Regions from separate parts of the Mus musculus genome. Here all the other regions are linked to region 2. Evidence: chromatin contacts called from public promoter capture Hi-C data. All regions are on one chromosome and are shown on one strand. The core of a region is the stretch at or near the end of the contact, and the rest is flanking DNA. Distances in the headings are between cores, read along the strand shown. Region 1 holds the start of Blcap (bladder cancer associated protein). Region 2 holds the start of Eif6 (eukaryotic translation initiation factor 6). Region 3 holds the start of Soga1 (suppressor of glucose, autophagy associated 1). Region 4 holds the start of Ndrg3 (N-myc downstream regulated gene 3). Region 5 holds the start of Rbl1 (RB transcriptional corepressor like 1). Region 6 holds the start of Mroh8 (maestro heat-like repeat family member 8).

Region 1 (3,105 bases), core at 573-3,072, 1.7 Mb after region 2:
CTCAGTAGGGTGGAGGTTACTAAGTACCAAAACTTTTAGAGATGTGGGTTCTAGGAGACTTTTAAGTCTATCTGTAAAGTAACTGAATTGTGACTGAAATGTATCTGAGGGACAGGACAGGAATTAAGATTTTTGGCTTTGACTCTGGGGCTGGCCAAAGACAGCTTAATTACACAGAGGTTTTGAAGGAAGCAGGCTCGCTGCTGACTCCTTACTAGATATCTACTTTCAAACTTGGATCGCTTCAGGAGCCAACATCCCAAAGGGCGAGCCTCTGAGCTGGCAGCTAATCTTCCCCAGGAGATTTAAATGTGTATACACAAACATAAGACTAATTTACCAAAGTCTCTTTTTTCAGGTGACCACTGACTTCTTCCATATGCCTGAGAGACAATGTTTGCCACAATCTTCTCTGGAAATAATCCTGTCCCCCTCCCTCCACAGGGCTCATACCACACCAGGATACAGATTCCTGAACATTCCCAGGGCAGAGCCAGAAGACAGAGAGGAAGGCAATACAGGGCTCTTGGTAAATCACACAGTCACAAGCTTGAATGGAATGCGTGTATTTCAAAGAGAACAAGTAAAAAGGGCAGCCTAACTCTCATCCCCCTAGAAATAACAGGTAAGAAGTTAAAGTGTTCTGTCAACAACTTTAAGATGACCATTTTCAGATCGAGAATTGATCTGGTTCCTGGAAACTGACCAAGGTTCCAGAAATCCAATCTTTAAACAGGAACTCTGGCCATTAATGAATCTTGACTTAAAAGAAACAAGCCAGCTCAATCTAATGCTTGCCAGGGGCACATAAAATGGAACTTTTTTTGGGTCCTGGCTTTGGTGTTGCAGTTCAGATGGCTGACAGGATGGCTGGACCATGTCAGACAGGGCAGAGCTGTCCCCAATATATCAGTTCCCTGAAAGGGACAAAGAAGATCCGAACCTATAAACAGAAATAACCTATAAACTAGAACGGGCCCCAGTTTCCCAAGTAAAAAGAGACAAGAGACTTAGAAGAAACCTAAAGGTGGTTTGGCAGAGAAAGGAAAAAAAAAAAAAAATCGACTGTCCCCATCCCCCATTCTTCCTTTCCAGCCAGGCACTCCGTTCCTTCTGCTGCCCTTGAGTGCCACTCCCCACAAACTGGAGAGGGAACCGGTGTCCAGACTCGACGAAAAGTTGGTGGAAGTGAGAAGCACACGGGACCCGTAGCAGATGGTCACCCTATCACTCCGGACACAAAAGAGAGCGTTCGGGGCCCACTTCTACTTTCTCCCCACACTCCTTCGGATAAGGGTGGGGGAAGAAAAAGAAAAAAAAAGGGGGGGGGGAGAGAAACTGAAGTGGCGAGGAAAGAGTGTCCAGCCTCCCAGAAGCTGAGCCCCTCGCCAAGGTCCGGAACAGAGGAGGTGGTGGTCGCGCCCGCCCCTCCCAGCCCCGTCCCGGGAGCGCGCTGACCTTGGAGGCCAGAGTGACAGCTAAGGAACCCCGGAACCCACCCAAGGGACGGGAAGGGACCACCCCCAAGGCCCAGGTTGGGACGAAAAGGGGAGGTCATCTGACGCCAGACAAGGGTGCGCCCGACCCCGGCCGCGCGGAAAGCCCCGGCGAGAGGCCAAGCGACGCCTAAGGTGACCCCGGAGGGCTAACATGGCGGCGCGGCCGCACCGAGCGCTCTCACCCTGCCCAGGCGGGCGACGCCACGATACCTGCGAGCCCCACCATGGCACTGCCGCCACTGTCGCCGTCGCCGCCGCTGCTTGCCTCCACCTTAGCTCGCCACCAACGCCGCAGGAGCTGGGGAGACGCCCCCTTCGTCTTCTAGTGGAGCGGTCCAAGGACCCCCGGTCCAGAACCGAGCTGTCTTCTGAGAACGCCTGACAAACTGGCTCAAAGCGAGGCTACTCTCAGACACTCTCCCCTCAGTATCCGCCACGAAATGTCCTTTCTGAGTTTTTAGTAGACTTGAATAAAATTATGGGGCGCTAAGGTCTTCAAACCCGTGGAATATTTGGTCAGGCGTATCTTAGGCAGCCCCGAACCTCCGGCCCATGGTCCCCTTCATGCATATGCAGCAGATTGTGATTCTTACTCTTTGAGAGCTCCGCGGGCGAGCGAGGTGTAGTTACGCTGATGAGCGTAACTCCGCAGAATCCTTAGCACCTTGTGATTTGTGTACTTTGGGAAAACTTCTCGTGGCTCAGATCTGGCCCTTCAACCACGGGCTGAGGACGTGCTTCCTCCTTGGTGAGGAAATGGCTTGCCCCAGGCTTGTTAATGTCTAGATGAGTCAGTGTGGTCACTTACTAGCTTATTAGCCACGTTCCTGACCTCATACTGTGCGCAAGCGCAGTGCTAGAGGCTAAGGAGGTACAATTCTACTCCTGACCCCAATTTTCTCAGTCACCAGGGTGAGAGTGAGTGTCGGGGGATAGTGGAGAGACTACCACCCAGTAACCACTTGTAGTCGCACCAGTACATGATTTGTAATTAGGCATCGTGGAAGGCACTAGGAGGCAAAGTAAAGAGAGGAGAAATGAGTGGAATCCTGGTGTCTGGAGTGGGCGAGGGTTGGGGCCGTCTTAGGCATATTGAGTTTGTGCATTGTGTGAGTGAGGGGTCTTGTTCCAGACATGGAGGTGACAACCCTAAGGGTGGAAGGTGAACAAGGAATATGACAGGTACCTTGGTCATGAATTTGAATTTTTGTCTTGAGAGACATGGGAAGCTATGTTCTTCGAGGCAATGAAAAGAAATCTGGGTCTCTCCGAGGCCATTGACTTTCAGGGTTAGAAAACATGAAAGTGAGGTTTGGGACAGGAAGCCAGTTAAGCAACCAGAACATCTTTCCAGACACAAAGTCATGGTGACTCAGACAGGTAGTGACTAAGGGAGCTAGAAGAGATCATATCAAACTGGGTGCGGGAAGCACATACTGAGGCACAGGCATTGACTCCTAAGCTGTGGCTGTAGGGATGAAGAAGAGGTGAAGAGCCCTTGGCCAGGGTGGAAAGGCCCGAAGACAGGCTGCTAGGGGACAATCAGAAGTGGGACAGAGAACTCAGTAGCGGAAATGCCTGGGCACACCGTGGATGGAGAGAGTGG
Region 2 (3,116 bases), core at 546-3,045:
ATGTCGTGTCAGAATTCATTTCATAAGGACACAGTTAAAAGACCAGGATGTTTTATTATCAGAGATTAATGTAAATGAGAAACCATGTAGAGTCACCACCCATGCTTAACGATTAAAAAAAAAATGTTTTTAGGTAAATACATAAAAGCCTGAACCAAGAAACTAAGAGTGTAGCAATGGGGCACAGTGCCAGGTGAAAGGACTGCAAAGGCATAATGGCACACACCTACTAATCCCCAAACCTGGGAGGTAGATGAAGGTGTATCAAGAATTCTAGGTCATTCTTAGCTACAGGGACAGTGCAGCTAAGGCCAGAGTGTGGGGGGATAAAAGGAAAAGTCGGGAGCCACTCAACACTCGAGTTGTAGTTAGAAATTGTAAGAATTAGCCTGGTGTGATGGCGCACGCCTTTAATCCCAGCACTCAGGAGGCAGACGCAGGCGGATTTCTGAGTTCAAGGCCAGCCTGGTCTACAAAGTGAGTTCCAGGACAGCCAGGGCCATACAGAGAAACCCTGTCTCGAAAAAAACAAAAAAAAAACAAACAAAAAAAGAAATTGTAAGAATTAAATGCAGCTGAACAGGGTGACCTGGGACCTTAGTTATTTCCTGAGGGAGAAACTGATGCTCAAAAACAAGAAGCAACTTGTTCATATTCAGAGGCAGGAGAGAGATGCAAATCCTCTCCTCCGCCCTTAGGTGTGGGACTCTGTAAGTCACATAGTTCCGAGCGACAACCCATGCTTTCCAGTATCCCTGTGAAGGAAAAACGAGACCAAGAATGATAGCCAGCACTTAATGGTATTTCGCTCCGGCTACTCTCAAGTCTGAGAGACAGTGTTCTTGATCTGCAGTTCGAGTCCCACACACCCGTCAGATTCCAAAGTCCACTGGGCCCGAAAGCCTGGGAATCCCCCGATCACTGGGGGTAAGCTCCAGGAAACTAATGACTCAGAGTGCTTCGCTGTGTCCCTCGGCGTCTTCCACCCGCCTTACCCACACACATGCGCCCGATGATTCGGCAGCCGGCGATGGATGCGTGCACCACGGGAATGGCATCGGAGAGCTCACCCTCGAACACACTGTAGAAACACGGATTCGCTGCTTACTGGGGTGGGTCGCTCTTTTCAGACCTCTCGCTCTCCGCCTCCCTTCCCTTCCCGCCCCGGCGGCTCGGGACCAGAAGCTCTCGCCTCACCTATAGAAGTTCTCTGAGCCTCCGATGGCCACCAGGCAGTAGGCGTTTGTGAGTTTGGCAAAACAACCGACCTCACAGTTGTTCTCGAACGACGCTCTGACCGCCATGAGAGAGGCTGGGGGGCAGCACGACTGCGGGTTCTGGGCCGACAGATCCACTCCGGAGCCGGGTCAACCAGCCTCGCCTCCTCAAACCCCGCCCTCTCGGGCCCCTCAGATGCCCGGGCGTGCGGACGGATCCCTCCTGGCTCTCCTGCCCCAAGTCCTCTCGCCCTGCGACCCGGAACTGACTTTTGCCGCCCAGAGTCCCAACAGCTCACCAAGCGACTCCAATGTCTACACGCTGCAACAACTTCTCCCGTAACTAGCTTTCCGTTTCCGCCTCCTCCCAGGCCCGCTTCCGGGAGCGCGCAGGAGCCGGGCGGAGCTGCTGGTCACTCTAGCCCCACCCTTTGGGAGGACTCGATGGTTACTAGGTGACTCCGCCCGACCCCGCCTCCTGCACGTTTTCTTGCTTTAGGTTTTTGGCTTCACCTCCTAGTGGGTCTTTTTAGAAGGAATAATCAATCAAACCTGAGGCTGGGCAAATGAAAAGATGAGGAAATGAGGAACCGGTGTTGTCTGGTTGGAGCTGGATTGATTGGAGGGCTTTATTTACCGAGTAAGGACGGGAAAAGGGCGGATTTGAGAAAGAGGATAATCACACCCCGGCCACGCGGACGGAAGTGGGAATCTGGACCAGTGGCAAGGGTCAAGGGTTGAAGATTGAAATTTGGCATAGAGATCAACCAAGAGACCAGGATAAAGTGGTTGGAGGAGGCATAAGAACCATAGGCTGAAGAAGACAATGGAGACGGGGAAATGTGTTACGGAGAGATTGGAGGAGAAAGGGTTCTAGGGTAAGCAAAGATCTGAGAGCTGACTTGCTTCCTTGATGTGTTTATCACGCAGTTTATCACCCCATCAGCAGCCCTGGGGATAGTGGTATGGCCCATTTTCATAGAATAAACTTGTCTCAACTAGTGTAGAATATACAAAAGTCCCCAGGGTGTCTCAGAATGCCACAGTGGAAGGTAAAAGGAGCAGAGAATCACTTACCGCAGACTGTCTTATGCCATTCATTCTTCTCCAAGAAGATCTGATCTGAAAGGGGCATAAATGGCGCGGCGCCCTTTCCCCAGCCCCATCATACAGTCCCATAACCGAGAACACATCAGATTGCTACGGGGTCTAGCCACAATTGCCTTTATTGATTAGTACCATGCACAGTCTCCTGCAGGTGCTAAGTTCAGGAGAAAGACCCATGACCAGCTGCAGCCCGAGCTTCCAGAGACATTCAGCAAGGTGGTCTGTGTGTTTGTGTCTAAGTGTTCAACTACGTGCTCTGCTTATCTCCCCCAGCTCACCCCAGATCCGCTCATTGAGCCCCACACCACTCTCTGGCTTACTCTACCAAGAACTCTTAACTCTCCTCCACCTGGCTCTCCCCCTGTCCTTCAAGACCAGCCTCCAAGTCAGCCTCTCTCTGATAAGCTTTGTCGATCGCTCTACTATCTCCATGACCCTCTGTCCCTAATACAGTTTTCATCTAATACATCTGTCTTGTTCTCTGAGGTTTGTGCTTTTAAGCTTCAGCCCTCAGAATCTGCATCTAAGTAGCCTTTCGGCTCTAGGGAATGTTCAGGGTGAGGTTGTGAGCACAGCTTGGTGCAGAGTTAGGATGAAGAGTCATATGTGTATTTATAGTTTCTGAGTCTCAGGGGGGCTCTGCAGTGTGTACTAGAAGCTTGAATTTTCTGTGGCCATTCATTTAGGCAGACCATATTGATTATGTACCTGCAACAGAAGTTTTATTTTTGAGTTAATCAGAGAGCTCTGTATACTCGCTCTATGCATCTATGGGTGTACCTAGTCATTGTT
Region 3 (3,182 bases), core at 541-3,040, 1.3 Mb after region 2:
CAGCCAGAGCATGGGCTGCACCTAGGTGCCCAGTCACCGACGATTGCTTCTCCCAGACAGCTCTCCAGGCCCACACACAGAGGGAATACCCCTAACCAGCAGGACAGTTTCCCTCTTCCCACAGGGAGCACGGGCCAAGTCTGCCCAAACCTCTCTCAGAGGGGACAGAAGACAATATCCTGGGATTGAGGAAGTGGCCTCTGAACCAGTTCTCCCACGACATCATCCTCCCAGGCTGTGGGACCGTTAGACTGGGCGGAAGTGGACTCGAGCCAAGGGGATGTTCCCAGATGTCACGCTTTCAAACTGGATCCGCCCCAAAAGGCAGGCGAGGACAGGCCTGCCGGGGAAGCCCTGGGTAAGGACTTAGGATGGTGTTCTGCCTCTCCTTGCCAGGGGATAGCACGGTTTCCCTGGCAGCCTAACACACGGACATTGGTTCCAGAACAGAGAGCCGAGAAAGCCTGCTGATCTGGGACCGGGGTCCTGGGCAGGTTAGAGGGGGGGAAGGTCAGCCTTGGCTGACTATCCCCACTCACCCATCAGAACGTGTCCTCTAAAACAGTTTTACCGCGGGTGGGAAAGTGCACATTGGGGTCCTTTACTCGGTGTCTTATCCATAATCCTCCTCACCGGAAAAGTGGGAAGAGAAGGTGGGGCACTCTCCCTGCTTGGTCAGCGCCCTGGACTCTTGAGCCCGGATGACCAGTCCTCTCCCGCCCCTGCGCCTCCCCCATCCCCCCCAGGTCCCCACCTTGAGATAGTCGTTCTCGGAACGCAGCTCTTCCAGCTCCCGCACCAAGCCTCCGGGCCCACAGTCCAGCATCTCCTCGGTGAGGTCGGAGAAGGCTAGCGAGGCGCTGAGTGGCAAGCGGCTGCTGCCCACCGACGATGCGGCCACCGACGGCTCATCCGGGGAGGCGGGAGGCCGCGGAGGCTGCTGCCCCGACTGCGCTGGCTGGGGCGGCTGCCCGGTGCGGGTCCCCGCCGGGCCGCCCGCCGCAGACTCGGCGTCGCTGCTCAGCGCCAGCTCCAGGCCCAACTGGCGCGCCTCCTCCGACGCGCAGTCCGACACCTCGGAGCTACTGTCCGTGAGGCTGGGCGGCGGCGGCGGCGGGCGGGGCCCGGTACCGGGACGAGGGCGACCCTTGGCGCGGACCCCCGTGCGCACCCCGGCCACCCGAGGCCCCGTGCCTCGGGTACCAGGAGCCACCGCGCGCCCCTTCTTGTCGGGCCTCGCCGAGGACGCGGTGCCACAGGCTGTAGCGGAGCCCGGGCCTGTGCCGCGGCGGCCTTTGGCCAGAGACCAGCCGGCCACGTCCTTGGGCCGGGCTGGTGATGGCGCGCGGTGGCTTTTCTTCCTCTCCGCGGCGGGCGCGGGCGCAGGCGGGGGGCCGTAGCCCCGCGCCGATGACTCTCCCGCTGGCGTCTCCATCGCGGCCTCCCCGGGTCTCAGCGAGCGGCGCGCATGGCCCGGGAGTGGCCGGCTTGGGTGTCCCTGCGGCGGGTCTCGGATGCGCTCCCGCCGCTCAGGCCGCGACTGCGCTCCGGTCTCCTGCGTCCGGGGGCTGCGCTCGGGCCCTGCCCCGCGCCGCGCGGCCTCTCCGCCACTCGGTGCTCTCAGCGCGCGGCCCGATCTCCTCCAGGCGCCGCGACTCCGACTCCGGCTCCGCCCGGTGCCCGCCCCCTCCGCCTCGCCGCGCCCCCGGAGTGCGCCCGGACCCCGACTGCAGCCTGCTCGGCGATCGCCGCCTCGGACTCCCAGTCCGGCTGAGGCCAGGGCCCCGGCTCCGCCCGGCGCGGCCCGCCCCCCACGCAGCCCCGCCAGCTCCCCGCCCCGCCGCCTCGGCTCGGGGGCGCGCGGCTCGGCGAACAAAAGGCGGACGCGGCGGGAGCAGCGGGGAGGGACGCGAGCGGGGAGCGAGGGAGGGATCCGCGAGGCAACAGCGACCCCCTCGAGGGTCAGGCGGGCCCGGGCAGCCGCGGCCTCGGCTCGCTCCCGCCGCTCCGGGCCGCCGGCCGCTCCTCTGCGGGCTGGGGGATCACACCCGGCCGAGGAGCCTGGAAGCCCGGCGTCGCCGTAGGGGCCTCGTGGACGACAGGAGAGACTATTCCCTGGCAGAGGCCCCGCGGACCTCAAAGGGCCGGAGCCAGCATCCATGCACACCCAGCACCGCGCCGCGCGCCCCTTGTGGGTGCTGAGCCTGCGCGAACTCCGCCCCCTTTAACTGGGCATGACAAACGACCCCATCCTATAGAACCTTAAACTGAACACGACCTGGCACGCGGTCGGTTCTTGGTCTGAGAAGGAAGCAGGATGGATCCTACAGAGTATGCTGGACTCCTTTTGCCTCGTCTATCTGTCCGCTGCCATTGGAACCGTGGCGTTCCGCGTGCATCTTGGATCTTGCACACCCTAGTTGCCTATGAACCCGGGCATAGTCTTGTCTCCCCGACCCCAATTTCATGGTCTTTGCGATTAACTTCAGGCTGTGCCTTGAGGATGCCAGACCGTTAGGTGCTTAGGGGGCAGGTTCTAGGCCGGTTAGGGGCTGGCATGGGACTGTGACCCTGAATACCAACAGGGTCAGATTGACTCCACCACAGACTCCAAGGCCCCAGTATTGGTGGGCATGGTTTCTTTCCTCTTGAGCTATTCAGGCTATCAGAGTTAATTTCTCAGAATCCCTTACACCTTCCTCACCTCTGCCCTCTCCACACTGTGCCTAAACCATAGTAAGTTCTTTGGCCCTGGGAAGGCACTCATCAGCATGGTAGCTGCCCAGTCTCTTGCCACCCAGAAGGTAGCTCGTACACACACACACACACACACACACACACACACACACTATGCAGCCTCTTTTTCTTCCTTTAGACCCTTCTCGGTCTTTCTCTCCCCTTCTCTTTTCCCCCTTCTTTTCCATGGGTTCCTCGTCCTCCTCTTCTTCCCTCATCTTTACTTTGGCTCCTCCCCTTTCTCCTAACCTGACCTACATCATGGCCAACTAGTTCAAGGTCTACTCCTTTTTCTTTTATTGACCCACCATCCACCTCGAAGTACAAGCAGGTCTGCCTAGCACCTGGGAACCCTGAGGACCCTGGGGAGTCCTCCTACACCCAAGCCGCGGAGTCCAGTCCTAGCCTGCTCTAATGGGTCCATTACAAGTTCATTATCGTGATTG
Region 4 (3,398 bases), core at 172-2,671, 1.2 Mb after region 2:
TTTTGGGGGCAAAAAAAAAAAAAAAATCAACACATTTTTATAGCTGTTCATTTGGAACTCAAATCAAAGGAGGTGTCTTAGATTCTTCACCACCGTGTCAACGCTTTCTCGTTTTATCTTAAAGCCTGAAAATGCTCAAGACCAGCTTTGGAGCAGAGCCAGAAAGTCCCAAAAAGAGGTGATACTGGCTAAATCTGCTCTGTCACCTCCACAAGTCCAGCCAGCCCAGCCAGCCTAGTCCTGACAGCTAGAAAAGAAATGCTAATTATACCTTGGGGGGCTGGGGGGGGGACACCCTGGGGGAGGGGAGTGGGGTTGACGCAGGAGAGGCTTACTGTGTTCTACCAGGGAGCCACAGGGGAGAGCCTCTCAGCTTAAGCCATGAGGCTCCAAGTCTACCTGTGACATGCAGGAGAGCTCTGCAGGGGGAAAAAACGGCTTCGAGAAAAAGAAGGGAGAAAGCACTGGATAGGGAAGCAGCGAGGTACAAAGGTGAACCGATCTTAATAAAACCTTTAGCAAGATCCCTGGCACAAAGCGAGTATTTGGGAGGGAGCCAGTTCACGTTAACATCGCGATTGTTATCACAACAGCATTTCCACCGTACTGACCAGAAGATAATTCTATTCGTAGCCCACTTTTACGACCTTTAAAAGCAACTCTAGATAAATGACAAGTGTATTCCCCACCGCCCCAAATTTAAAGATACAAGGTCAAACCCCACCAGCTCTGGCTGTGAAAGCCCCACCGCCTCTGAGTTAAGAGAGCTGGCCGTGTCACTTGTCAGTTGCATGACCTTGGACGCGACATTTCACCTCTCCGTGCCTCAGTTTCTTTGGCTACAAAGTGGGCTTTAGACAAACCGTGGTCCTGTGGTCCCAGGAGAGAAGAGTGCCTCTGTGGCTTTGGGAAGAAACCCACAGAAGGCGAGTCCAGGCCCCTGTCAAAACTCTCTGGGCTGTGAGGGGCAACGGGGTAGGTGGATGCTCAGCTCTAGGAGCTCCGTGCTCCGCCGTGAGAGGCGGAGAACGGGTGACAGCCTCAGGGGGTTCCAGCGACGGAGGGTGCAGACCTCTGTAGCGACGCCGGACCCCAACAGGTCACACGCTGCCCTCCGCCGACTAGGTACCGGCAGGGGCGCGGGAGGCCGGGCTGAACGCGATAGGCTCGGGGGGCTCAGAGAAGGCCGACCGCGAGGACCCGGGGCTGGTCGCGTGGCCATCGGTCCGCAGCGCACAGAGGAGCGACACCCGGGCGGGCGTACCGCGCGGCGCGCCCTCCGCCCGCTGTGGTAGAGGCGCTCACTCACCTGAAGCGCTAGCGCGGGGCCGTCAATCTACAGCAGCAGCGGCAGCAGCAGCAGCAGCAGCAGCAGCAGCAGCAAGGAGGGGGGGCGCTGCGCAGCGCAGGCGCGCTGAGGATGCCGGGGGTTTACGCATGCGCAACGCGCCTGCTTACGCTAGGAACTACAGACAAAATGGTGGTCAGGCCTACAGAGTCTCTAGCAGCGCCATCTTGGCTGTAGTTTTTCTTCTTGCGGTGTCCCGGAGGCTGTTGCTCAGAACTGCCAGGAGGGGATGTGAAATGTTTTCTCTGCACACCTACCTCTCCCTCATGGTTGAATTATTAGTAAGCTCTTATGGGCCATGACATACTTGTTTTAACAAGGTTTAAAGCTACACTCAAGATCATCTGGCACTCCTGAGCCTCAGGGATTCGATTTCCAGGAATCAAATTCCTAGTCCTCTTCCATCTTTTACAAATGGCAGCCATATTATTTCCTTCTTGAGTAGAACAAGAGAGTTGGTTACTTCACACAAAACAAACAAAAAACGACTGAACATATTATTGACTCAACAATTAAAGATTTTCATTGTTAATTGTGCATATACGAGCATCTGTGCAGGGCAGTGATGTTCATATAAATGTAGCAGATTCCTACTAAAGACAGCTGCAGAATGTTGAAATGGGAGATTACAGACATGAATTCCAGTCCTCTCTACGAACAGTGCACATCTAAACACTAAGTCATCTCTCCAGACTAGAATCAAAACGTTGCCTGCATGTGCTGGCAACTTTTATGTCAATTTGAAATAAAGTAATTTGGGAAGAGAATCTCAGTTGAGAAAAGGCCCCTAGTAAATTGGACTGTGTAGTGTATTTTCTTAGTAATGACTGATAATGGGAGCACCCAGCCTACTATGGGTAGGTGGCCCTGGAGGGGATAACAAAGCAAGCTGAACAAGCCATGAGAGAAGCTGGGAAACAGCACTCCTCTATGGCACAAGGGTCACCATACCTTTGGGAGCTGACTCTTTCACAGGGCTTACATATCAGATATTTATATTTGATTCATAACACTAGCAAATTAGTTATAAAGGAACAACAGATAATTGTGTGTCTGGGGCTCACCTCAACATGAGCAACTTATGTTATTAAAGGGTTGTAGCATTAGGTAGGTTGGCCTATTATCAGTTTCTGCCATCTTCCTTCAGTGAACTGTCTACCTAGAAGGGTAAAATTAAACAAACCCAGGCCAGGCCCAAGCCAATCTGAATGAAGGCAAAACTAGTATTGAAGGCATTTTATTACATGATTTATATTTTTTTTTTTTTAAGATTTATTTATTACATGTAAGTACACTGTAGCTGTCTTCAGACACACCAGAAGAGGGCGTCAGATCTCGTTACAGATGGTTGTGAGCCACCATGTGGTTGCTGGGATTTGAACTCTGGACCTTCGGAAGAGCAGTCGGGTGCTCTTACCCACTGAGCCATCTCACCAGCCCCCACATGATTTATATTTAACTGTTAACAAAGCACTGAACTGCAAGTTTACCCTCAGTACATATTACTGGCTAAATTAGGAAACATTGCCAATGTTCTATAAATGACACAAAAAACAAAGCCTCTCTCATAAAGCTGTGAATAAGCATAAACCATGCTTGGAGCTCAGTACCACTGAGACAGGCCAACACAAACCACTGGCCTAGCAGCTGCTGTGTAGCCCAGAGCCTGCAACTCCTGACTCTAGCTTCTACTTCTTTAGTGCTGAGGTCCAAGTTTTCATGCTTTGTTTTTTAAACGTTCTAGTCATTTTTAAGTTGAAGACATCAAACACATTTTCCATCTTCAAGTTTGAACACTTATAAACAAATGTGATCGGATGTAAGAAAATGGAGGAAGGCACAGTCACCTTTGAGGATGACTGAGCAAAGTGAGATGAAGACATGTTCCAAAGTCTATCTGCTCTTGAAACAACAGTCAGTAATAACATCTTTGATTCTCAAATACAGGCTTTCTTGGAAGCTGTCTGGTTTCCTTCTTCGTTCTACTCTGGACAGTATCATTCTATCTTTGATAACTAGGTGTTAACTGTCTGGGCTTTTCTATGACCAC
Region 5 (3,141 bases), core at 46-2,545, 1.4 Mb after region 2:
GCTGTAACACCACCAAGAAAACAGGTATAGTAGTCACTGTCCTGCTGTAAAGACAAATTTTATATATGTGTGTGTGTGTGTGTGTGTGTGTGTGTGTGTGTAGTCTCAGGTACTTTTCTCTCATAGGAGTATAGACATGTGTACAACAGTTGCTCCCTATTTCCTACTCCCTGACCAGCAATTATTTCGCTGGCAGTCTGAGTCAGAGGAATCCTATATGTGAATCCTGCCCATGTGTATAATGAAAGCTTTTGTACATCTCAGTTAGATGCTGAAATAGTCTGTCTCGATACCCCCTGGGTATATATATATATATGTATACACACACACACACACACATATATATCATTAACATATGTGTGTGTGTTACTGGGAATACCTAATAATGATAACAAGCACCATTTATTTTATTCAGAGCCAGATACCACATCAATCGTTAGAGCAACGGCCTGGCAGAGAGGAACGTGGGGCTGAGAAGAGCTTTGTGTGTGCTGACTTTGATCTATCTAACTACAGTGCATGGTATAAACGAACTAACTGCTACACTCGATTAGGTGGAAGAATGGAGGAGTTAAAGGGCTCAAACTGCTGTACCAGGTTGCATGGCAAACTGCGTCACCTTGGGCGCTAAATTAACTTCTTACCGACCCCACTTTCTCCCTCTGTGGAATGGGGATCCAGTGGTGTTTCAAACGAGTTGGGGAAGACATAATCAAAGGGCTGAGCAGCGATGAGTAATTCATTTTACCGCGGGATCAGGTCTGATCGATTTAACGGCAGCACCGCGCCGTTTGGGGCACTGGGCGGCGCGCAGAAATCAAGTTTGAAAGTTGGGAGCCTAGGGAACCCCCGCAGAACCGGCGGCTCACTTTCCGATCTTCGGTTTCCCGCCTCAATCCAAATGGGTGGGTTGGCCGAGCTACACCCACCCTTCCCTCCCCGCACTCCTCGGAGACCCTCGTAGGTGGGGAACTCCCACCGCCCGATAGGCTTGGGGCGGGGGCGGGCCGGGGGTGGGGCCTGGCGAGGGTCGGGGCCGCCGCCCACCTGCCGCCGCTCACCTCTAGGCTGTAGTTGCCGCGGATGGCCGTGAAGTCATCCAGGGCTTCGGCCGCGCTTCCCTCGTCCAGGTTCAGTTCCTGGCACAGGGCCTGCAGCGCCTCCCTGGCCGCGGCGACCGCCGCCGCCCCCTCGGCGTGGGGCTCGTCCTCGAACATATCCCCCTCCGGCCCGACGGGCGGCGCGACCGGCTTCGGGGTTTTCTTTTCCCTCCCGGCGAGCTACCCACAACCCCCCGCGACAAAGCGCGCGAAAATCGCCTTCTTGAGCTCGCCTTCCCTTCATCGTCTGCCTCCGCTTTTCTTCTCAAAAAGTCCCTTTCTCCTCTGGAGCCCGCAGCAGCCCGTCTCCCGGAATGGGATAAGAAGATGGACCTCGGACTCTAACGGAGATCTAGCTCGGGCCCTGGGTGGGCAGCTGCGGGGCTCCGGGCCGCGGGGACGGACGTGAGAGAGCGGGGCGGAAGGATCCGAGCCGGTGCTGAGGCTGCCGGGACTGTAGCTCGCGCCCCGCGCTCTCCACCGCGGGTTCCCTGGTGTGGGTGACTTGGGACTGCGAGTCCGTTCACGCTAGTGGGAAGCCTTCTCCATGACACTGTCCTGTGGACCCTAGGTTTGTCAGCTCCCCGGCGCGCCTCCAGCCCGCTCTCACTGAGCTTTGACCCTCGATGGAGGTGGAGGCGGGAGCTGCCGAAAGTGGCTTCTTCACGTAGAAGCGCCACGTCAGAGACTCCCAAATCTCGCCAGAAAGGGATGCAGGGACAAGGGTTTGGGGTGACGGGTCTCAGCCTCACTCCCAGGATTCTGGAAACTGTCCCAGTAAATAGTCGTTTCAGGAATAGAGATGGTCCTCGCGCTTACCTGAAAGGTGTTTTTAAAACCTAAACTAGAACCTGATCGTTTTCACTCAGAATCCTGCACGAGATCATTTTTTGTCTTTAAAATACAGAAAAATAATAGCATTCAGATGCACCAGGTAACTCGTAACCTTGGGAATATCAAGCTAGTTCTCAGTCGCAGGAGGCTTTTCTCCGTGTGTGAAAATGCTATTGTGCATATCTTTGCATACCTTGCTCTTCATCATTTAAGTCTAATTTTAACCTTCTCAGGCCATTACTGAGCAGTACATCTATAAGCTGACACCTAACTTCTATTTCATCGTCTCCATTGTACCTTATCTGAAATTGTCATACTTATTGATCAGCTCTTCCAAGAGAGTTGGATGGTAGGATAGAATCGTTTGCCTTCACTGTATTCCCTGATTTGGATTATTTCTCTTCTACACTAAGGACTTGGGGCAGTGTGTTTGAAAATTACAGAGTAGTCCTTGTTTGGATGAAGGAGTCACTAGAGAAGAAAACAGGGACGTCAAGGCAAGTTATGAAGGAGTTCCTATGCCCCACTAAAGCCTCATGGTATACTCAAAGCAGAGATTTTAACATGTTAATGATGATTAATTTGTTTTGGACAAAATCCACTGCTGCGGGTATGGCCTCGTGGAGACTACCAAGTTTGGAGGTAGTAGAGTGTTGTCTTACATGACGTATCGGAAGGAATCGTTGAATTAAAATACAAAGGTGTACTGCTCAAGGAAGAGTCCTGATATAGGGAGATGGAAAGCTCTCTAAATCCCTAATAGGCAAATGACAACAGACCAAAGAAATAGCTCCAGCCTCATCTAGCTTTAGTGAGACGGTGAATTAGTTTACTGGGGTTACATAGAGGAGTAGCAGGGGTGACTCAAAGGCATTGCATCATCAAAAAGCGCATTCTGTCCGGGGTGACAATTGCAAAAGCTGCATCCTTGGAGCTCCCTGCGTGCACTAGCTGAAAAATCTCCCTACGGAGTTTGGAGGATCTTTTGTAGAAATCTATTTATTTATTTTTTGTCTTTATTTACAGAGCCTACTGTGGTAGAAATCCAAGTGTGTCTGAAGAATCTTTTTCTTACAGCCTTAGCTCAATGATAAGCCAGACCTGCTCACTCATGAAACAGAATGGAGAGGCCTGGAAGGTGAAGAGAAAGCAGACAGGACCAAATGTACTAGGTATTTCTGAGCGACTGAGTTAGGAGTGGTGAGAG
Region 6 (3,130 bases), core at 466-2,965, 1.5 Mb after region 2:
AGCTAGTGACTGCTGTATGGAGGAGTGGTCCGACTCCCCGCTACATATCTGGAGTGATACTGAAGAGAAGCAGCATTGCTGTATTGCAAAATTCTACATGTTCACAATAGTTAATTAGCACACATCTAGGCTGTCATCAGAACGCAAGGGCTGAAATATTTCCTTCCTTTTAAAGTATTAAAAGTAACATTTCACAGAATAATAATAAAGAGTAAATAAGATAACATATGTAGGGTGCTCAGTACTCTTTCTGCCTATATTGTGAGCTCGGTAATCAGAGCTACACATTAGTTCTGGCTTCCATTTTTGAGTCTGTTAAATTTGCAGACCAGCGCATCCCTCAACCCTTCCTGGAGTAGACAGCAATTAACACGGAGACCCAAAACTGGTCAACACACAGAGAATAAGAGATCTTGGGACACTCAGCCCTAAATGGGATGTCTACAGCATCCCCTTTACCTCAGGGCTCATGGGCGTGGGTCTATGTGGAAGAGGAGAAGGATTGTTTAAGAGCCAGGGGTGATAAACGGCTTCCAATAAGCAGTTTTTCAGGGATTGTGTCAGTATGCACAAGACCCACAAAAGCTCAAGCCATACAAAACACAGAGAAGGGGGAGTGGGCACAAAAGACCCAACTGTAGCCAAAACTATTCATAACTGATAGCTGCTGGGAGAGGGAAAATCAGTTTTCTTCAGTGGAGTGACTGGGTATATCAACCACTCTCCAGGGCAGGACTCCATGCTTAGTTTGTTTTTTACTTTAGAAAGAGGAAAAATAGAGCATGAGTTGGGTGTGTAGGGAGTTGGGGGAGGATATGGAAGGTGTTGGGGGAAGGAAATGAATATGATCAAAATATATTGTATGAAATTTTCAAAAAAAAAAAATCAAACATTTTAAAACGCTCCTCTCCGTTACCTGTATAGCTCACAGGTTTGAAAACTGGATAAACCCTCACTCACCAGCCAATTATTAATAATCTAAGTAATGCATTAACCATAATTTCCCAAAGTGGATAAAATCAAATGTTACGATAACGCTCCCCTCCCAACCGGACCCTTTTAAAATTGGCCGGGCTGCGGGAGAGAACCGTGAGTGACAGCGCGTCCGGCCAGTCACTGTCACTGGCCAATCAGAGGTGGCCCCGTCTTAGGCCCGCCCCAAGGCCCGGCCCAATCGGGTCCCGGTGGCGGCGTGAGCAGGGCGGTTGAGAGGCGGTCGGTTCCAAGTGGGTCCCGGCGCGGGGGAGAGGACGGCTTGGCAAGCAGGACCCGTGAGTGAGGTTCGCACGCCGCGACTCAACTGCCCCACACTGCGGCTGCCGGGCACGGCCCTGCCAAGCGGGACCGCCGCGACTGACCTTTGCCGGGAGCCCATTCTGGCAAGTGGCGTGTGCCGCGGGTCCCTGGCGTCCCCTCCGGCGCGCTCTTGGAGCCACTTCCCGGAGCGGAAGTCTGCCTGCTCGGGCTCCGGTGGGACCTGCTCGGAGGAATGGCGCCGCCGGGTGAGGCGTTGCGCATGGCTCAATAGTGGGGCCCCGCGGCCGACACGCTTTGGGGAGCGGGGCGTCGCCCGCGGGAGGCTAGTGCGGACCACACGGGCGCCGGCTAGGCGCGGTTCCCCTCCCCTACGGGGCAGGGGCATGGGCACGGGCGCTTTCGGGGTCGAGCGTGTGGCGGAGGCTGCGAGCTGGTGAAGTGCTGGGGACCCGAAGGGTTGGTGGCGGGGCGTGCGACGTGGGACTACGGGTCCCCGCAAGGCCGAGCGCGAGCCCGGGCAGCGCGGAGCCCGAGCCTGGCCTCCTCCATTCATTCGAGTAGTACCAGCGGCCTACGCCTGTCACAGAGAGCCACCCCTGGCATCATGAAAGCTTTTGAGCATGTCACTAGACTTTCTTCGACTTCTAGGTTCCTTTTCCCTGACAGGGACAGGAGACTCACAGGTCTGTCTGGGAGCTGAAAGCCTAGGGTATGAAGTGATATTACGGGTGCAGACTTGTAACCGGCCACGTATTGATTGTGAGAACAGAAGCCAGGGACTCAACAGCTTAGTTTCTCATCTGGTATCTGCTTCGCAAGAGTTGTGTTAAATGATATTTCTGTGCTTGCTTTTAACAGTGCCGGGCAAAACTCAATGCTTGGTAGATTCTGAGTGGATAGGTGGGAATCTTAGTGTATTCAAGTCACTATTTTATTTGTTGGTAAAGTGGCTAAAGTCAGAACTTGCATTGAAACTTAAGTTTGAGTTTCAGTTATTTGTCTCAGGGCAAGGGAGTGGGCACCTACTTAAGAACCTTTTTTCTTTTCTTTACTTAGATAGGGTCTAGGGAGCTGGGAGTTGGTTCAGTGCAACTTGTGGATCTGAGTTCAAATCTTAGCACTGGGTATGGCTGGCTGCATTGTGCACGTAACCCCAGCATTGGAGGGCAGAGACCAGCAGATCCCAAGAGGTAACCATCTAGTCTAGCAAAAATGGTTCTAGATCAGTGAAAAGGCCCTGCCTCAAGGCAAGAAGGCATAGAACATCAGAGGAAGTCATCCTGTGTTTACTCTGGCCTCTGCATGCCTGTGCACTGGCATACACTTATGTGCATGTACCACAATACACACAGAATAGGTAGGGTCTTACTATGAAGCTGGGGCTCCAGCTCAGACTCACCATCTTGCCTCTGTTTCCCTAGTCCTGGAGTGACAGGTATGAAATAGTTTACAAACCATTTCTTGGTTTGTAAAATGCAGAAAATACCCACCTCACTTGGATATTAGAAGGCTTAAAGACTGGTGCAGTGCATACAAAGAACTCAGTATAATTTGGGCCTACCCATTCAATTGAGTGTTCAAGTACGAGCCAGAAAAGTTGCTACTGTGCTTAAGTGTAGAAAGATTCAGCTTCTGGCACAGAGGCTATAAGGGGATTCACAGTTTAGCTGGAGGAGCGGTGATCATAGTCCTTCACTACATCAAATCCCTGATTGCCCATTGGTCATTGGGAATTTTGCCAAATGCCTCGATGTCTCTTTCTCTACATCTTCTTAGCCATTGGCAATTCTGATAGGTTTTAACTTCAAATTGTGGCAAGACTGACTATTTCCTTAGCACCTCCACCTCTGTTCCCTTATTGGCTCTCATTCTT

Evidence for each region. Promoter capture Hi-C pulls out the DNA fragments that hold promoters and counts their contacts. Capture Hi-C pulls out chosen DNA fragments and counts their contacts.
Region 1: a promoter capture Hi-C map of liver shows a contact between it and region 2, with 2.6 times the contacts expected there. The contact joins the promoter of Blcap here to the promoter of Eif6 in region 2. A contact is called at or near these places in 1 of 39 promoter capture datasets (pre-B cells) and 1 of 9 other capture datasets (liver).
Region 3: a promoter capture Hi-C map of adipose tissue shows a contact between it and region 2, with 4 times the contacts expected there. The contact joins the promoter of Soga1 here to the promoter of Eif6 in region 2. A contact is called at or near these places in 1 of 39 promoter capture datasets (pre-B cells) and 1 of 9 other capture datasets (adipose tissue).
Region 4: a promoter capture Hi-C map of pre-B cells shows a contact between it and region 2, with 5 times the contacts expected there. The contact joins the promoter of Ndrg3 here to the promoter of Eif6 in region 2. A contact is called at or near these places in 3 of 39 promoter capture datasets (liver and pre-B cells), 1 of 115 datasets of contacts at active chromatin or transcription factors (pancreatic cancer cells) and 1 of 9 other capture datasets (liver).
Region 5: a promoter capture Hi-C map of pre-B cells shows a contact between it and region 2, with 2.2 times the contacts expected there. The contact joins the promoter of Rbl1 here to the promoter of Eif6 in region 2. A contact is called at or near these places in 1 of 39 promoter capture datasets (pre-B cells) and 1 of 484 Hi-C or Micro-C datasets (CD4 T cells).
Region 6: a promoter capture Hi-C map of pre-B cells shows a contact between it and region 2, with 2.5 times the contacts expected there. The contact joins the promoter of Mroh8 here to the promoter of Eif6 in region 2. A contact is called at or near these places in 2 of 39 promoter capture datasets (liver and pre-B cells).

What each region holds. Positions count from the first base shown.
Region 1 is chr2:157,564,539-157,567,643 of GRCm38.p6, forward strand. It overlaps Blcap (bladder cancer associated protein), which reads right to left and starts at 1,823. Exons shown (of 2, transcript NM_016916.3): 1 at 1,710-1,823.
Region 2 is chr2:155,825,130-155,828,245 of GRCm38.p6, forward strand. Eif6 (eukaryotic translation initiation factor 6) reads right to left here and starts at 1,796. Exons shown (of 6, transcript NM_010579.2): 1 at 1,198-1,796; 2 at 996-1,081. The coding sequence starts at 1,304.
Region 3 is chr2:157,077,475-157,080,656 of GRCm38.p6, forward strand. It overlaps Soga1 (suppressor of glucose, autophagy associated 1), which reads right to left and starts at 1,791. Exons shown (of 15, transcript NM_001164663.1): 1 at 755-1,791. The coding sequence starts at 1,435. It also overlaps a transcript of Tldc2 not described here.
Region 4 is chr2:156,990,690-156,994,087 of GRCm38.p6, forward strand. It overlaps Ndrg3 (N-myc downstream regulated gene 3), which reads right to left and starts at 1,422. Exons shown (of 16, transcript NM_013865.2): 1 at 1,310-1,422.
Region 5 is chr2:157,203,239-157,206,379 of GRCm38.p6, forward strand. Rbl1 (RB transcriptional corepressor like 1) reads right to left here and starts at 1,296. Exons shown (of 22, transcript NM_011249.2): 1 at 1,062-1,296. The coding sequence starts at 1,217.
Region 6 is chr2:157,277,834-157,280,963 of GRCm38.p6, forward strand. Mroh8 (maestro heat-like repeat family member 8) reads right to left here and starts at 1,716. Exons shown (of 25, transcript NM_001039557.4): 1 at 1,359-1,716. The coding sequence starts at 1,642. Rpn2 (ribophorin II) reads left to right here and starts at 1,265. Exons shown (of 17, transcript NM_019642.4): 1 at 1,265-1,502. The coding sequence starts at 1,490.